Regions from separate parts of the Zea mays genome. Here region 1 is linked to region 2. Evidence: chromatin contacts called from public Hi-C data. All regions are on one chromosome and are shown on one strand. The core of a region is the stretch at or near the end of the contact, and the rest is flanking DNA. Distances in the headings are between cores, read along the strand shown.

Region 1 (5,229 bases), core at 149-2,648, 280 kb before region 2:
TCTTTGGCGGTTGTTTTATGCAAGAAGGTATTGGAGTGGCTAGACGGAAGCGACGTAGAGAGGTTCGTGTTGTCACTAGCCCGGCTTAGTTTGGTATTGGAGTAGCTGGACGGCAGCGCGCTGTACCTAGAGAGGTTCGTGTTGTCACTAATAGCCGGCTGCAGCCTGCAGAGATGTGTGCTTCTGGTGGTGTTTTTTGTCCTTTGAAGTAGACATATCGGCGGTAGTATCAAGGAGAACCGTTCGGCGCGCCTAGCTCAGAAAGATTCACCGAAATCGTGGACTGTTCCCCTCCTCCATTCGCGGATGCGTCCACGGACGGAGCCTGCGGGTAGTTGGAGGCATGTCACGTCGAAAGATACGGTCGAGGCTCCGCGAACCACACAAGAGAACAAGTGACGATCGCTGCCAAGACTCCTCACTTGCCATACAGAGTACCGCACAACGCATGTTTCGCAATTCACGTCAGACGTAGAAATCCGGATCGATTTTTTTTTTCACCGGCTCATTTGCATTCCTTTATTATTATATATACATATATATCAAGTTTACAAGTTCGGCTTACTGAAAAGTCACCTGACGATCGATGCTCTGGTGTGTTTGTAACAACAACAAACAACAGCCCGCAGGTGTGGGGCAACCCAGACGGGATCCGGTGCGCCAAGGAGACGATGCCGCTGCTGGACTGGCACGGCCCGCTGTGGCTGGGCATGGACTGGGACATGTTCCACCAGGCGAGGAACGTGTCCCGCGGGGGCGGGGCGTCGCCGCGGGTGCCCATCACCTTCCTCGACATCACCACCATGTCGGAGCGGCGCAAGGACGGCCACACCTCCGTGCACACCATCCGCCAGGGGAAGGTGCTGGGCCCCGAGGAGCAGGCCGACCCGGCCACCTACGCCGACTGCATCCACTGGTGCCTGCCCGGCGTGCCCGACATCTGGAACCTCATGCTCTACACCAGGATACTGTCCAGGCCTGCGGTCCAGTTCCAGTGAAACGGCTACAGAGACCGGCACAAGAGGGCCAACCCTTCGGTTCGGCTCGGCTCGCCAATTCCATTTTATTGGCTGCTGGTGGACTGGTTATACACACAATCGTCGGTTCTGAAAGGATTTTTTTTTTTACTCTCTCCTCTTTTTTTTTCTTCATATTTCTCTCTCTCTCTCTGGTCTTTTTCCATGTCGACAGACGCCTTTGGTTGTTTATTATATATATAGGTGGTATAGGTCAGTCAAGTGAAAATGGACTGTAAATGGGCGCGCTGCGACATTGATTATCCCAGATCGATCAAAATGTACATTCGCCGGGGTAACAAAAACCGGAGCAAATATGGTTTACACAGAAACGGGCACTCGCATGCGTCCAGCCTCGTGGGCCGCCTGATGGGCCCGACCCAATTCGGACAGGTTCCGCGCTGCTTTTGGCGTTCAGTTTGGCACTGAAACTCCCGTATCTCCTTTGCCCTGAACGGGATGGATACAGTCAGGTACAAGGTCATCTCGTATTCTACCATAATGTATTTCTCTCGGATACGGGACCGGATACGGGTAGTTAAGATTCAGGACGGATACAGGACGGGACCGGTTAATAATCCGGGCGGGTAAGAAATAGATAACAGATACTACTCGGGTAGGTACCGATAATTGTCGGGTAGTTCGTTCCGATGATATTAATTGTCCAACCACCCAACAAATATATAAATTAAGCAATACATAATCATGTATATGATAGATCAAATGTAGGAAAGGAAACCAATAAATTTGACATCATGGAGTTCAAAGTTACTAATTACAAGGACATTGTAGAACCAACATCGCAATATTAAAAATTCATAAAATATTCTAGTTTCAATCAAAAATTGGAAATAAGTTACAAAAACAAATAAACATTTTATATGAAAATAACTCAAGACCTCATATGAAAATGATAAAGTAAAGTACTGATTACGTTGAAATTTGATACTTATAGTGATTTTACATGTAACTCATACAAATAAGTGAACGTGAAATGGAAGAAACGCGGGCATCTTATAGTTCTTATGATCCAAACATTTTTTATGGTTATATAGGAACATATGTTGTGCCTCCGTAAAGTTTCATGATTTTTTGAGACTATTTATATATTATTAATTTCTTATTGTAGAAAATCATCAAAATACAATTAAATCCATCAAATAACGTAGTGTCGACCAAAAATTACAAATAAGTTAACAATACTAATAAATAGTCTATACAAAGATAACCTTAAGTTCCCACGTGGAGATAACCTTAAGCCCTCCACATAAAAATAATAAATTATATTAATTTGATATAAATTTGGACATAATTTTAATAATTTTGGCCTAAATATATGTTTAAACAAAAAATGATGTACTACAAAGTTATAGATCTCTTCGAGCTCTACAATTTTTATATAAACTTTATCTTCATCCGATTTCATATGTAAAAGTTATGATTTTATAACTATATTATTATGTAGAAAAAGAAAAAACGGGTACCCGAATTCCGGGTACCCGTATCCGACCCGAATATCCGGGTATTTACCGGGTAGTCCTTGTTCCGTATCCGAAGCTACAGTATCCGGGTACTACCCGTATCCGTCCCGAATATAAAAATACCTGAATCCGTATCCGAAAAAACGGGTATTTGCACTATCCGTATCCGGTATCCGACGGGTATACCCGACCCGTTTTCACCCCTAGCCGGTGGTGCGAGACAAGTGCGAGGGCGGCAAGGTCTCCAACGGCTTTCCGTGCATAGTTACCAATAGTGCTAGACATTTGGTCTATTAGGATAATTTGATTCGGTCTATTCGAGTTTGTGAAATTTTGAGTTCTAAAAAATAAGTACCGAAATTTTCAAAATAATTTTATGAACCAAACCCGAATAGACTCACAATTTTGGTTCGGTCTATCCGGTCCACCGAATAGACCCGAATAGTAGAGATACTAGTATCTTTTGTTCAAATATATAAAATAAATAATTAATTAGAAGTACAATTATTACCACAAGTGACTATAAAAAATAGCATAAAGAGATATATATACTATTGTTAAGATGATACCATATTTTTAGCTAATAAGTTCATAAATCATATAATAATACCATCACTACATATTAAGAGTTTTTTATATTCTGGGTTATTTAGTCTATTCGGATTTCAAAGGTTAGGAACCGAACCTAAACCCATACCTCCGAAATATAGCATATAGAGGACCCGAACCCGAAGACCTGAATAGACCGACGGGTTTCAGTTTTAAAATATCCACCCTGCCGAGTTGGTAACTAGGGGTGGCCATTTTAATATACTAGAACATAAGGCGCCCTTACGGGCGCCCTATCCCGACAGAGCTTATAAAAACTGTTGGTTTCTGTATGTAGATTTGAGCGTATGACTATTAAGAAATGCAGTAGGCTTTAGAAATACATGCAGCGATGAGTTTACATCATACTTTAATTCTTATGCAGCAAAATAAATTACAAAACAAAGTGTGATCTACAGGTACCTGTAAGCCTGCTATCTGCTACCTGAACAAGCAACAATGTGCTCATCCTTCTAGGCAACTGCTAGTAGAATGGAAAATATATGAATGTTTTATTGAACATATTGATAGCAAAGTGGAGCAATAAAATAAGCAAAACTCTGGCCTTTAATGCAAACTCCATTATGCAGATGATCCACCTAGTTGCTGCTTCTGAACTTCTCGCACCCAACTGAAAAAACATTGTTCAACATAGGCAAAAATAAATCTTACTATCACAAACCAAGCAGAGCAATACAAGCTGCCCAATGAAACGAGTAGTCCGACTCCTTACCTTAGGTTGATCATAATGCTTGCTTCCAATCATTATGATATTTTGAAGAAAATAATTGAACAAAATGTCAGAGAAGTTCCAATCAGTACATGACTAAAGACATTACTTAATTACTTACCAAGGTGAAGAAATTGATCACAATACAATCCCCACTGATGATTGGGCCGTTTCCAAAAAAAACTTCTTCCACAGAAGAAATTGATCACAAAAAAAAATCCCCACCGATGATTGATTAAATGCATAGTGGACATGTTCTCATCTGCGGCAACCTCCGCCGCGCTCATCATTTCATTCATAGTAGCCCTCTTAGAATCAGACGATTGCTAGATGCTCCTTCAGATCCCTGTGCATAGTTCACCACATGCAATCAGATTTACCACAGACACCAATGCTACATCGAGTAGTAAACACACAGATGGTATGTATGCAAACAAAAGAGGAGGGGGGGCAAGGCAAATATATCGTTTTATTCAACCTATAGGAACTGTTAGTATATGTAGGGGAAATAACACTAAGATCTTTAATTCTATAACAGATGATGTGCAACAAAATAGAACCACTGGGATGACGCTCCAGTGAGAAAAAATACGAGAAAAAATAATAGCATAGTAGATCCAAACATCCATGAAGAAATAATTTATAGAACTCACAAATGTAAATGAGTGTACCTATACCATCAGGCTGAAAAATCCTGTGAAAGGCAAGGCTAATGCTTGGATAAGCCTCTCCATTGACAGTCAAGTGATCCTGCCAGAACGTCAAATGTTCCGAGTTCGACCGCTTGGGTTGGAATAATCTGGAGCATGTTGATTGTATTCCCTGCCCAAATTTCTTGCCCCCCTTTCCATTGGATGATCACCACCAAACCACGAAAAATATGCATGGTAACCCTAACAAAGTTGAAAAGCAACCAGTCCCTTCAAGAATAAGCACACTATCCCAAACTACAGATAAAAAGACGGGCAAAAAGAACCATCCACCGTCCAGGCAAAGGCCTGCTGGAACTGCATTACAGCTGGAGAAGACATGCTTCACCTATAGCCTTTGGGAACAAACAAAATCTGCAACAGGCCATAGAAGCACACAGTCTAGAAAGTGAAACTTTAAACCCGTGCATAAAATAGGAGGAGAGAGAGTAGAAATAACCCCATTATTAAGCAAACATCAGTCATGAACTGAGTCTTTTGGAGCAAAGCGAATGAGATGGGAGGAGAGGCGACTCTTCCTAAAAGAGTAAAAACACCAAAGATCAGGTGGCGCCCTATCCAACACAGGCTCCATCCAGCACAAGGAAAAAACGGGAGTGAGGCGTCGCATAGGGACAAACCATAACGGGAGGTATATATATAGTATTGGGAGCCATAGTCGGGCCAATCCACATAGTTATGTACATAAACCTAACGTAGTAAAC
Region 2 (5,374 bases), core at 183-2,682:
ATATACCCGACAGCAGCTGGCCACAATACTTCTTTGGAACGTCGGGAGATGTCCGTTCACGATCGTGGTGGAAACGAGCGTTGCGGTGGCGGAGAGGACTGTTAGTGTATGTGTGGGCCCGAAGGACGGCGGGACTGCGATGGCGGAGAGGGTTGTTGGTGTATGCGTGGGTCCGAAGGACGGTGGGACTTCGGTGGCGGAGAGGGTTGTTGGTGTATGCGTGGGTCCGAAGGACGGCGGGAGAGGGTGTGTTTTTGGATGGAAGTGGCATATACAAAGCAAGGGAGACAATGACTATGGAGGTAATGGCCACACTAATAGCTTGTTCAGTTATGGGTGGATTGAGGGGGATTAAATCTTGAGGATTTATGTCTCCAATCACTCTCAATCCATCCATAACCAAACATAAATCCTTAGGATTTAATCCCTCTCAATTCACTCATAACGGAACAAGTTCTAAAGATGTCTGACCTTCGTAAGATTTGTGGAGCCAAGGTGGGTGCCTCGTCAGTGTCATAGCATCAACAACGGGAACACACCGAACACAAATATATACAACATGACAACATCGACGTTGTTGTCTATGACACCAAACTATTTTAGCTCGACTCTATAGCTGCATTTGACGCCAACCTCTATGGTCCAGAATCAAGATTTTGACTAGCAAGGATATAAATGTGATTTTTTTCTGGAAAAAAAGGATTAAATTAAAATCGGTCGGACCGGACGAGAGGCTAATAGGTGCCTGTTTGGTTCAGCTTTTTTCTGACCAGCTTTTCTGAGAATCTGGCTGTGGGGAGAATCTGGCTGTAGGGAGAATCTGAGTATCATTACGATTACGTGTGGAGGAAGATAAAGTTATTCATAGGGCTTAGGATCTAGAAAGTGACGGATTCCTACTATTACAACGACTCAACCGATTATATGTTTATGTTGATTTTGGATGGTTTTTGCCCCAACGAATTTTATAGAAGCTGACTGAAAAGCTGAGCGTTTGGCAGTTCGCAGCAGCTTTTGGTGGCCAGAAGCTGCCAGAAGCCAAAACAAACAGGGTCTAGTAGTAGTACGTTTACAACCCAGTCCAGCTGCCCATCCAGTGGTCAGCATCAGCCACAGCCGATCCGGCACAAACAAAACAATAATAACGCACAAAAAACACGTTTCAACCCTTTTTGGCTTTTGGTCCCCCGCGGTGCCCAGCCGTCAGCTGTGTGCGTCGCTCTCGCCGCTCGCCCCCCGGTCCCCGCGGCCGCGCGGATCGACAACCAGACCAGGCGAGCATGTCCGCCCAGAGGACCGAACAAAGCAGAGCTACCACCTACCAGCAGCTCGATCGCTGGCATTGTTTTTTTTCTCTCGTAAACGTCTCTTTCCATCTCTGACTATATATACCCCTGTTGGGTCTCGATCTCACTAGCTAATTAAGCCATCCAAAGCATCAAGGGGCCGGCCCAAGCACACCGCAGGCTCAGCCGTCCACCTCTTTCTCTCACTCTCTCTTCAAGAACTACTCGAGGTCTAGCTAGCTAATTGACCCAGTACGTAACGTTCCCTTGTAGTACGTTCTCTCTACTCTCGCTGGTATTCTAGCGAATCAAGCTCATCATCAGCTTGATCAAACGTGTTTTGATTGGCACAGCACGCGTCGTCCATACCTCACCCTCATCATCTCCACACTGCATGTGCATGAGTCGTTGTCGTCGTCGTCAGTCGCCACACCGGCATTCCCATGATCCCATCTCGTGCCATGTCGCGCTCCATTTAATTCCCGAGCAAGATCGGAGACCGATCCCCTCCTCGTGTTTTCCCCCACCTTTTTCGCGCGTTGAATGCATATGCCGTAGTCACCTAGTTTCCCACGTACTGTACGTCGTATAGGACCCAGAACCCAGTATGGCAGTATGCACTTCTTCCTCGCTCTCAGCAGCATGCGCCGATCGTTAATTCTTTTCACTGTTTGCATGCATATAGGCTGCGCGCGGCGGCAGGGAAGGGACGATATAGATACACACAGATGGCGGACTGCATGCAGGAGTGGCCGGAGCCCGTCGTCCGCGTGCAGGCGCTGGCCGAGAGCGGCCTGTCCGTCATCCCGCGCTGCTACGTCAAGCCGCCGTGCGACCGCCCCGCCGTGTCCCCGGCGGCGGCAACGACAGTCCAGGAGACCACGGAGCCCTCGGACATGAGCATTCCGGTCGTCGATCTCGGCGCGCTGCTGGCGGCGGACGGCGGCGCCGCCGTCACCGAGGCCGTCGCCGCCGCGTGCCGGGAGTGGGGCTTCTTCCAGGTGGTCGGCCACGGGGTGCGCCCCGAGCTGTTGCGCGCGGCGCGGGAGGCCTGGCGCGGCTTCTTCCGCCGCCCGCTCGCGGAGAGGCAGCGCTACGCCAACTCGCCCCGCACGTACGAGGGCTACGGCAGCCGCCTCGGCGTCCAGAAGGGCGCCGCCCTCGACTGGGGCGACTACTTCTTCCTCCACCTCGCGCCGGAGGCGGCCAAGAGCACGCCCAAGTTCTGGCCGGCCGTGCCCGGCAACTGCAAGTACGCCCACTTCCAAATTTCGTACCCTTCTTCTTGGAAAAAAATTTGTTGCAGTCCGGCTGCAAACCAGGCTGTTTGCAGCCCCTCACAAAAAGGAGGATAGGTCCCACCCGCAGGTAAATAATACAACTAAAACGTTATCTGGTGGACCTGCAGGTGGGGCCTATCCACCTTTTTGTGAGGGGCTGCAAATAGCCTGGTTTGCAGCCGGGCTGCAACAAATTTTAGCGTGCCTTCCCATCATGCATGTGCATGCATTTAGAGCTGTGGCGATGTTGTTATGTACTAGGTAATCAACACGAGGCTAGCTCCGATTCCATCCCGTTTGGAACACATGCATGAAATAATTTCTGGCTATCGAGGAGAATTGAACTGTTCTTATGAAACTTTCATTAATTATGTGTAGGAGTACTATATAAGGTGCTGCTACATAGACCCCCCGGCCCCTAGGAAGAGTGGGCTAGCTTGAGTTTGATTGAACCCTGCAAGCTTTGAGATTCACCTTTTCTTCTGTTTGGGCATATGCCTATATGGAAGAAAAAGTGAATCTCAAAGTTTCACAGTTCAACATTTTAGATGATGCTATATATAGTTCATATGATTATATGGCTTTGTTTTTTGTGTATATATTAAATACAATATGTTTAAACAAGAGTGTGTAGAAAAAGGATGTCCTTGGCAAAAAAATGTTTTTTATCAGTGACATACTGCGAAAACTACACAGCTATATTTAATTGTTCTATCCTTAATGAACACATATTTAGGATTAATGATGTTTTACCAGAGAGAACGACAGTGCACTGACTGTTAGGAAATAGATTAACGTAACTGTCCCTGCCCATGCATGCCGTACTTCTCCAGCAACCATTACATCTTGTTCCCTAGTCATTGGGTGGAGCCGGCCTAAAATGCATAGATAACACTTTTAAGTACTCCATAGAAAACAAGTCCCGCCGTAGCAATGACTCAGCGTCCAAATACAACACGTGCATGAAAAATGGAAAGTAGGTCCATGGTGCTTTCATGCATGCAAAATGCCTAGAGAGCCACAGCGCAACGCATGCAGCTGGTCAAGAATTCCAAAGCTATGGGGGTAGGCGAGTAGCACGGCACCGGGACGTGCTGCTGCTAAATCATAAAAGGGGTGTCCCTGTCGTTGTAGACCTCGTTCCTAGCACGCTTCTACTCCTGCATGCATGCCAGGTGCCAAATTGGCTGTGCTGGGACTGCCCGTTGCTGCAGTAAAAAACCGGCACATACACGTGGTCGAAGGACAAGATTACTGTTAGTTACTGACATGCACGTACGTACAACAGTATAGCTAGTAGCTAGCGGCTCATGTACTGTATTGATGTGTATACATCATGTGCGTGTATATATGCTATATACAGGGAGGTGTCCGAGGAGTACGGACGCGAGGTGGTGCGGCTGTGCGAGCTGCTGATGCGGGTGATGTCAGTGAGCCTAGGGCTGGACGAGGCGCACCTTCAGCGGGCGTTCGGCGGGGCGGGCTGCTGCGGCGCCACCCTGCGCGCCAACTACTACCCGCGGTGCCCGCAGCCGGACCTGACGCTGGGCCTCTCCGCGCACTCGGACCCGGGCGTCCTCACCGCCCTCCTCGCCGACGAGCACGTCCGCGGCCTGCAGGTCCGCCGTAGCGCCGGCGACTGGGTCGACGTGCGCCCCGTCCGCGACGCCTTCATCGTCAACGTCGGCGACCAAGTCCAGGTAATATAGCAACCAACATCGTTCCAGCTAATTAAGCTAGGTATACATCTTGTGCATGTTGGCTGTATCGTCCCTACTCTCTACTATAGCTAGCGTGCCCGATCGCGCGTCGTCCACAGCTCGTCTAGATGCGTGGCTTCCTGGAGCTACGTACTAGTCGATGTCGACGACAGATCTCTGTCACGTATTGTACAAACGTGAAGTATTTGGTCTTGTGGTTGGTCGGCACTCCTACACGCGTACAGCTAGTTAGTGCGCTGCCGCTCGCCTTGCATCGGTTGGAATTTAAAAGAATCGATAGCTAGCTGCATCTCTGGATAGATAACTCGTGAATGATTAGTTTTATTAAAAACACTTTAAGGACAAAAGGATCCGATCGATGGATCTTATCTGTGTATACTATACGTCAGGAACAGTCTTAATTCAGCTCTGCTTATAAAAAAAACCTGTATTAATTCAGCAGGTAGTTGACTCTGAAACAAACTAATCGTCGGTGTACGTGCATGCTGGAATCAATACTAGATAGATGCTACTAGCTAGTACTACTCCTATATCAGTACTAGCTAGTAGTTTGCATGAGAACACATGCATGGGCGGTGAGCCGGTGACGATCATCGATCGAGCGCAATCTTAAGATTTATCGTGCACAAGCAGCAACCGAGGACAGAGTTGCATGCATGTTACCGTACTGTACGGTGACAACTGACGAATCGCGCGCACCACGCGCGAAAGCACATGCACAGGTGCACAAGCCAATCATCTGTATATCCCACGTATATGTTGCATGCACCGGCGGCCAGCCAGCTGGCAGCCGCTAACAATATTTGCACCTGTGTAGTTGTAGGCTCTGTGTAGACTGTAGTACAACTGTACAAGTTAGCTAATCCCCTGCTCCACATGCATGAACAGAATTACTGTTAGGCCCCGTTTATTTCGTTGGAATTGAATTTCATTTTAATAATTATAATTTAGACAAAACTAATTAAGTTTATATATTTATATATCTAATATATTTGTATATTATCTTAAATCATATGAGAGAGATAGTTATATACTACATTAATGTTATAGCAAAGCAAGTAGAAAAGTGTCTTATAAGTTGTACATC

What was found. A called contact is a pair of places that touch in the nucleus more often than the background predicts.
Region 1: a contact with region 2 is called in a Hi-C map of ear, with 1.8 times the contacts expected there. The contact joins the enhancer-like site here to the promoter of LOC100502161 in region 2. A contact is called at or near these places in 2 of 25 Hi-C or Micro-C datasets (ear and tassel).

What each region holds. Positions count from the first base shown.
Region 1 is chr3:188,223,315-188,228,543 of Zm-B73-REFERENCE-NAM-5.0, reverse strand. LOC100382706 (Protein ESKIMO 1) reads left to right here. Exons shown (of 5, transcript NM_001175429.1): 5 at 623-1,339. The coding sequence ends at 998. Among protein-coding and RNA genes, the nearest start is that of LOC100382706, 6.1 kb to the left of the region's middle. Within about 2 kb of position 1,398, at least 20 of the 20 cell types and tissues checked have an H3K27ac peak or open chromatin away from gene starts, as enhancers often do. A contact at or near this core is called in ear and tassel, where this site is marked.
Region 2 is chr3:187,947,829-187,953,202 of Zm-B73-REFERENCE-NAM-5.0, reverse strand. LOC100502161 (jasmonate-regulated gene 21) reads left to right here and starts at 1,432. Exons shown (of 4, transcript NM_001196639.1): 1 at 1,432-1,538; 2 at 1,972-2,538; 3 at 3,930-4,266. The coding sequence starts at 2,015.